Regions from separate parts of the Capsicum annuum genome. Here region 1 is linked to region 2. Evidence: chromatin contacts called from public Hi-C data. All regions are on one chromosome and are shown on one strand. Each heading gives the region's core, a stretch centred on a gene start, on an enhancer-like site or on the middle of the called end of the contact. The rest is flanking DNA. Distances are from core to core; before and after follow the strand shown. Region 1 has its middle 10 kb from the start of LOC107848862. Region 2 holds the start of LOC107850964 (tryptophan synthase beta chain 2).

Evidence for each region. A called contact is a pair of places that touch in the nucleus more often than the background predicts.
Region 1: a contact with region 2 is called in a Hi-C map of placenta, with 3 times the contacts expected there. The contact joins the enhancer-like site here to the promoter of LOC107850964 in region 2. A contact is called at or near these places in 2 of 5 Hi-C or Micro-C datasets (leaf and placenta).

Annotation. Positions count from the first base shown.
Region 1 is chr12:226,334,442-226,338,509 of UCD10Xv1.1, forward strand. No RefSeq gene overlaps it. Among protein-coding and RNA genes, the nearest start is that of LOC107848862, 10 kb to the left of the region's middle. Within about 2 kb of position 2,655, at least 3 of the 5 cell types and tissues checked have an H3K27ac peak or open chromatin away from gene starts, as enhancers often do. A contact at or near this core is called in leaf, where this site is marked.
Region 2 is chr12:226,283,254-226,287,605 of UCD10Xv1.1, forward strand. It overlaps LOC107850964 (tryptophan synthase beta chain 2), which reads left to right and starts at 2,068. Exons shown (of 6, transcript XM_016695827.2): 1 at 2,068-2,287. The coding sequence starts at 2,254.

The DNA of each region.
Region 1 (4,068 bases), core at 1,405-3,904, 52 kb after region 2:
GAATTCCAAAAAGAGTAACACGTTCCAATTAAATAAATCAACGATTAATTATTAATTAATTAATTAATACTACAAGATAAAGATTCATCAAGCCATTTTGAACATATGTCACTCACTACTTTGAAGAAAGTAATTAATATAGCAACTTGTTATTATTTTATTTTATTTTTTAGCCTCGAGGCAAACTCATAATTTTTGTCCTTCGAGTAAGTATTTTATAGTAATCTTTTTTTTATGCGGTAGCTTATGAATCACACACGAAATATAAACCACAATAGGAAAGTTTATGCAACGAACTGAACGACAAATGGAAGCTGAATTCAATCTCAAATCTCACACGTCGAAGACTGCCTCGAGATCACTCAACCATGTCATTACGGGCAAAATGCAATTAAATTATGAGGTCCTAAATGCAGGCTATTTAGCTAAATTACAAATTAACATCTCTTTTTGTGTTTCTCATATAATAATTATAATTAATTAAGGCTCTTGTGTTATTTTATATTATAATTTGATGAAGTAATTTGTCGTCTAACGATAAAGGGTAGACAATATGTCAAGCTTGTCACGATGGCTGAGGTAAGTAATTATTTTCAACACTTAATTTGTCAATTCTGATATTTCTATTGGAGTCCCGACTAATTTAAATCGCGCATTGTAAGGCTTATTTTGGAGATGATGCTCCCAACATAATTTTTTTTATGCCCATGGCTCGAACTCGAGACATCTAGTTAAGTTTGGAGTAGTATTGCTACTGCACCCCAACTCATGTTGGTTATTTTTTTAATTTTTATTTTTATTTTCACTCGATGTCCGGTACCCTCCTTGGAGCCCCGAATAATTCGAATCACGCACTGCATGGCTCATTTTGAGGGTGGTGCTCTCAACAAGATTTTCTCAATACCCAGGACTTGAACCCGAAACCTCTGATTAAGGGTGGAGTAGTCCCACCGCCACACCATAATTCATTTTGAATGTGGCGTGTGTCATACAAAAATAACTAATATAAATATTTATCACAAATATTCATATTAATTAATGTATAGTCTTAAGTCTTGAAAAATAATTTAGTAAATAAGTCATATAATTTTGAAAGCAAAACATGAAATGAAATATATTTTTCTCTTGATATATTAAAAATAAAAGTAAAAATATATTTATATACTGGATAAATATGATAAATAAAAATTTATATTTAGTGAAAGTAAATCATTTTTAGTAAAATTTAAAGATCATTGTCTAAAATATGAAACCTTTAATTTAACAAATCTAAATTTAATTAAATTACAGAATTACCCACTTTAAAAACTCCTATAAAACAATGTCATCATGCCTATATAAAGAACTTGCTAAAATAAGAGTTTTCAATATTTAACCAAAAAAATAAAAAAGAATTTTCCTAAAAAGGGAACTTTAACAATGATGTCAATAAAGTGATCTAAGCAACTTACCACTATATTCTATTTGCAAGTATATAAAATTTTGTGTATTCCAAGTTACGAGGTACAAGTTGAGCAATTTTTTATTTAAAGTGTGTTGGACGATAGTATTTTTACGATAAATAAGTGATTTTTATTGATGTTTAATGAATAAAAAATATTTTAATTAATATAATTTAGATAAATATTACGGGATGAAGTGCAAAAAAGTGTGTTGTATGGAGGTGCTGGGGGTGAGGAATATCAACTACAGAAAGGTGTGGGAGCGTGGGAAAAAATAATTAATGCGTAATGTTATTTATAAAATTTATTTTTTCTATTTTTACTCAAAAGCATTATTTTATTTTTTCTAGATAAATATTTTAAAACTTTTTATCAATCAAACACGAATATTCACATCAAACTCAACTCTAATTCATGATATTTAGTATTAATTTTAGTTTAAATATATCTCACATGACATAGTTAAACTATACATTTAAAAGATATTTGAATGCATTATACGTTACCTTAATTTAAAGTTACAATATTTAAGCTTTTTTCTTAAACTTTTTATGAGTTAAAAAATTAAAGCATATAAAATAACTTGTCATTACCAAAGAATGTAATGCAATAAATAAAGTTACTTCTCCCTTAATCAGAGGTCTCGAGTTCGAGTTCTGAATATGAAAAAAACCTTGGTAGAAAGTGCTATTTCTCGAATAAGGTTCTATCGGATCTGAATTTGAATTAATCGAATTTCAATACGGGTTTCGGACACTAAATGAAAAAAAAAAAAAAAACTTGCCCTTTTGGTAGTAAATGGACTTCTCTCTTTTTCTTTTCTTATTTTTGGAAACTTTGACAATTATACATTGTCATAATTGTACTCCCTCCATTTCGTTTTATTTGGCCTTCTTTCTAAAAATATTTGTTTCAATTTCGTTGTCCCTTTGATGAAATCAAGAAAATTTTATTATGTTTTTCCAATACTATCCTTAATATTAAATAACTAAATAAAGTGTATTTACTCACATTTATATTTTTAAAGCATAGTTAATAAGGTTAATTTGATAAAATAAATTCCTTAATTAATATTTTTTTAATAGGTGTATCAACTGTCAAGCTCATAGGGGCCAATTAATATGAAACAGAGGCAGTATTTGGGCTATTTTTATTGAAATATTAAAAAGAAATTGCTCCTTTTTGCCTCGGTGAGCGTGCTCACCTGAAGGTCACGTGCTATGTGGATTGCATATGCTCAACAATATTATTATGCTTGAATAAACTCTCATCACTCTGTTCATAATTCAAAATTTAAAATTTATAAATTTTTATTATAATAATAATTTTTAAATACATTATTTCAAATTTAAATTAAATAAATTAATTAAAGTGATAAAAATATAATTTATTTTGATTATATAAAAATTAATTTTATATAAATATATTATATTTTCTGTATATTAAAATAGTTGATCATCTTTCTAAAAGTATTTATTTTAATTTAATTGTCTCTTTTATAAAATCAAGAGAATGTTATTATATTTATTTATAATAATTATTATTATTAAATTAATTAATTAAGTATTATACTTAAATTTATATTCTTAAAAAATAATTAGTAAAATTAGTTTGATAAAATAAATTTATAATAAAATTTTTAGTTAAGATAAATATCAAATTAATAAGAGTCAATTATTTTAAGTAAAAACAAAGAGAATAAGGAAAAGTATATTCCCTGCAGGGGACTTGTCGGTTACTTGACATGTTCTTTTGCGGATAGGAGTAGGGCAATTTACTAATATTTTTAATATGTAAATATAATTTTATACATATTTTATTTTTAAATTAATAGTAAGGACTGCGTGGACTTTTTTTTTCTAAGGCTTTTTTCTATAAAAAATACACTGATCGTGTTATTGTTATTGCAATATAACTTTTTATATAAAAATATGAAGATTATAATAAATAATAATTATTAACTCATAACATTAATAATATAGTAATAGGTTCAAAATTGAAAGTTTCTAAAATTGAACCTATATAACAAAGGGCTTAAACTGATGAGTTTCAAAGGATTAAGCGTTCAGTTGTTAAAGTACAGAGTGGAAAAATTAAGATAATAATTTGCAACAAATATAAGAGTTTCTCAAGTCATTTCGTTATAAGAAAGAACAAGAAACAAAGATTGGTTATTGCACACTTGCTGTTACGAGTTCACGCAAACCTAATAATTTTTATTCAAATCCAGTAAATAAAGGTGAATGCAATGTTTAAGTATTAGATTTATCTAAACCTTATACTTTCAATGCAAACCACTAAAATTATACTTAGAATATAACTAGTCTGAAATTCTAAATTTAGCAGGGCACCACAAATTTGGGAGGGAGGAAAATTTCCCAAAAGGAAAAATTAAAAACTAATTTTCTCCAAACCAAACAATCAACAAATACAATTAGAACCATAATTAGCATCAAACATTTAATTAATTGCTTTGATGAATATTATCTCAAATTAAATTTCATAAAGAAGCTGAAAAAAATTCTTTGTAAACCTCCTTTAGCATGTTTGCTTCTAAGCATTCATTTGAAATATTATCACATCCATTCACCAATTCATCTCCGGACTTTGTGTATAACAAAAACTT
Region 2 (4,352 bases), core at 818-3,317:
ATATCACCCCTAATTAGTTATTATGGTCATTTAAGCATTGTGCCATATAAGTTGAAAAAGAAAAAAATAATTTAATATGTTATATATTTCAAAAAAATTACATAAAAAATACTAGAAATCACAATAATTAACAACTTAAAAGATTTAAAAGATATAAAATATTTGGTCGACTCTTGAAGTTATGTTAGTGTCACTGAAAATGGAATAGAAGAAAAGTATTATAAATCACAATAATTAAAAACTTAAATTATTTTTAAAATATAATTGATTATCAATGCCACAAAAATTTAGACAAGAAGAGTAACGTATTCAAAGGGCAAAAGAGTAAAATTTTCATGAAATTTATCACCCCTAATTAATTATTATGGTCATTTAAGCATTGTGCCACATAAGTTGAAATAGAAAAAATATTATAAATACAATGATAAAAAATTTAAATTATTTATAAAATATAATTGCCTATCGTTGACACAAAACTCTGGACAAGGAGAGTAGCATATATTATTCAAAAAAAATTATATAAAAAGTATTATAAATTACAATAGTTAACAAATTAAAATATCTAAGAACAATTTAATATGTTATATATTTCAAAAAAATTACATGAGAAATACTAGAAATCACAATAATTAACAACTTAAAAAATTTAAAAGATATAAAATATTTGGTCGACTTTTGAAGTTATATTAGTGTCACTGAAATTGGAATACAAGAAAAGTATTATAAATCACAATAATTAAAAACTTAAATTATTTTTAAAACATAATTGACTATCAATGCCATAAAAATTTAGACAAGAAGAGTAACGTATTTAAAGGGCAAAAGAGTAAAAACAAACAAGAGATAAATGTAGAGAAATCAAGAAGCACCAAATGGATTATTAACATTTGTAACATTCAACACATTTCTAAATGTTTCCAAATTCTTCTTGAATCAACACATATACATAATAAAAAAAAAATAATAATAATGACATTTTATTATATCACCCCTAATTAATTATTATGGCCATTTAAGCATTGTTCCACATAAGTTGAAATAGAAAAAATATTATAAATTACAATGATAAAAAATTTAAATTATTTTAAAAATATAATTGGCTATCGTCGACACAAAACTCTAGGCAAAGAGAGTAACATATATCATTCAAAAAAAATTATATAAAAAGTATTATAAATTACAATAGTTATCAATTTAAAATATCTAAAAATAATTTAATATGTTATATATTTCAAAAAAATTACATGAAAAATACTAAAAATCATAATAATTAACAACTTAAAAGATTTAAAAGATATAAAATATTTGGTCGACTCTTGAAATTATATTAGTTTCATTGAAATTGGAATAGAAGAAAAGTATTATAAATCACAATAATTAAAAATTTAAATTATTTTTATAATATAATTGACTATCAATGCCACAAAAGTTTGGACAAGAAAAATAATATATTATTTGAAAATTACATAAAAATATTATAAATTACAATAGTTAACAAATTAAATTATCTAAATACCTATTAAAAGTATGATTGATTATCTAAATTCTATTTGTGTCATATAAATTGAGATAAAAATTAATATATTGAACCCGTGCTAGATCTCGAATAAATCTTAAAATGTATATGCAATTCTTTTTTTAAAAAAAAAACTTTCATTTAAATATATCAAAATCGAAAAGGTAAATTTTAATGCAGTACGTTAAACAATGTATAAGAACTAATGTTAACATAAATAATACCAGCATTTATTAATAGAAGCATTACTAATACAAATATTACTAATATATTTTATTCAAAAAGAAAATTTATACATTATAACAAACGACTACTACGTTTCAATAGAAGGAATATCTACAAAAGAAAAGTTTGACAAAAAATTTACAGAAATATATTTTATAAGTATATTTTATCGTACCAATGAAAATATTTTACTGCTCAAACTTTCTACTCCAACATAAATTCTAAAGCTTAAAAATTGCAATCCATATATTTTATTATTGGACCCGTGCTGACACGGATCTTTCACTTCTAGTTTTTAATACATTACATCAAACACCTAATAGAAATGAGTTAAATATAACTAATCTCATCATTTATCATTTCAGTAATAGGAATTGCCAAACTACTTATAAGTACAATAATTAAATAATACTGTGCTCCTAAAGACTGTCAAAGTACTACTAGTACTTAGTGCTGTGGTGTTCAATCTTATTTGATTTCTACAAGCAAGTTAGTGGAAGAGTTCTGCAGAAATGTCACTATCACTCCCAAATCTGTATGCAAAAGGTCATTTTTTGTTAATCTTTGAAGTTGATTCTAATGGTGCTTTGGATGTTGTGCTGATTCTTGATTTTCTTTTAGTTACTGTGCTCTTTTTCTTGTTTCCTATTTTAGGTATATTCCAAATCTGTATGCAAAAAATATTTTCTTCATGTTTATTGAGCTTAGCTTAGAAAGTTAATAGGTAGGAGTAAGTTGTCTTGTTGATCCATCCATACTAGTTCTTTCAATTTCTGTTACTATATGTTGTTTCTTTGGTTTCTGTTACTATATGTTGTTCTTGTACTTTGAATATCATGTTATTTTGTGTTCTTGTACTTTGACTATCGTGTTATTTTGTGTTCTTGTACTTCGACTATCGTGTTCTTTTTGTGTTCTTGTACTTTGACTATCGTGTTATTTTTGTGTTCTTGTACTTTGAATATCGTGTTATTTTGTGTTCTTGTACTTTGACTATCGTGTTATTTTGTGTACTTAGTAGGCGTTTGACCATAAATATTTAAAAAATTTGAAGTTGGAGTTGGAATTGTGTTAGGTCATGTGTTTTTAAAAGATGTTTTTAGACTTTTGAATTTTTTTTTAAAAATTTAATATTATGTCCTAAACCTTTAAAAACTATCAAAATTACTCAACTAATTTATCTACTGATTTAAATGACTTTAATGTCTCAAGAAATTACCCGACAAAAAAATATTTTGACGATTTTGACTTTGATTCACAAAATGCATTCCACAATATATTCTGACGAAAAAATGTTGGTTGCTCAGGGCAAATGCAACACAAACAATTTACTTGCCCCGTAAAGTTGCATTTATTATTAGTTTGCATAATTAGTTCTGAATCATGAAGTGCTTGCCTGGGCAACTTATTGGCCATATACTTATCACAAGAGGTGAAGGTTGTAATTTATATTGCTAATCTTAGTGCTATGCAACTACTTTTGACATTTTGATTGCTCATTGCAACACATAAAGAAAAGTTAGCAAATAAGTTCTGAATGTAACATTTTTTGCGCTGTTTAAGTGATATAAGACTGCGGATATGTGTTCCAAATTGAATTTGCAGAACTCTCGAGTTATTCCGATCTAGTGCAGTTAATAAGCTTTGTGTAATATTATAGTGAAAGAAAAATACAAATAGTAGTCGGCATTTGTTTATGATTGTTGGTTGTGGATTTGTGCAATTAATAAGGGCTTTGTGTAATATTAAAAAAAATTGGGGTTATATGTAATAATAATAAAAGTTGAAATTGGAATTGGAAAAAAGTGAAACAACAAAAAGTTGTTTTTACTTTTTGGAATATCTATGGCCAAACACCACAAATTCTATAAAGTGAAAAAAAAAATCGGAAAAAAGTGAATAATTTCTATGGCCAAAAGGCCTCTTAGTGTTCTACTGCTATCTGTTTTTTTTTTTGTTACTGTCTTGTACTTGTATTACTTCTTTTTGTGTACTGCTTTAGACTATTTTTTCTTTGAGGCGAGTGTCTATCATAAGCAACCTCTCCATTTTCGAGGTAGATGTAAGGTCCGTGTAGACTTTGCCCTCTCACTTTGTGGGACTATGCTGTGTATGTTGTTTGTGTGGTGTTTAAGATTGTCTCTTTGTTGTGTTCTTTTCTGGGTGTCTCTCAAATTTGTACGCAAAAAGGGTTAGAAATGATTCTAATGGTGTTGTACATTGTTTCTGTGTTGAGCTGTTCTTGATTTTAGTTTCTCTAGTTTGCTCTTTTTCTAGTATTAAAAAAGTCATTTTTGTTGCTCTGCTATGCGCGGAGGTCTGGGAAGGTCCGGACTACAAGGGTCTATTATATGCAGCCTTTACCTTGCTTTTTGTTTCCAAGGCTTGAACCCGTGAGCTCATGTGAGGGGGTAAAATATAATGTTATGATGCTTTAGATTGTCTCTTTATTGAGATGGTTCTTGATTTTCCTTTAGCTACTTTGCTCTTTTTTTAGCGTCTGCTTTGGGTGTCTCCCTTATCTGTATGCAAAAATGTCATCTTTGTTGCACGGCTATGCGCGGCGTGAAGGTCTGGAGTACAAGGGTCTATTGTACGCAGTCTATACAAG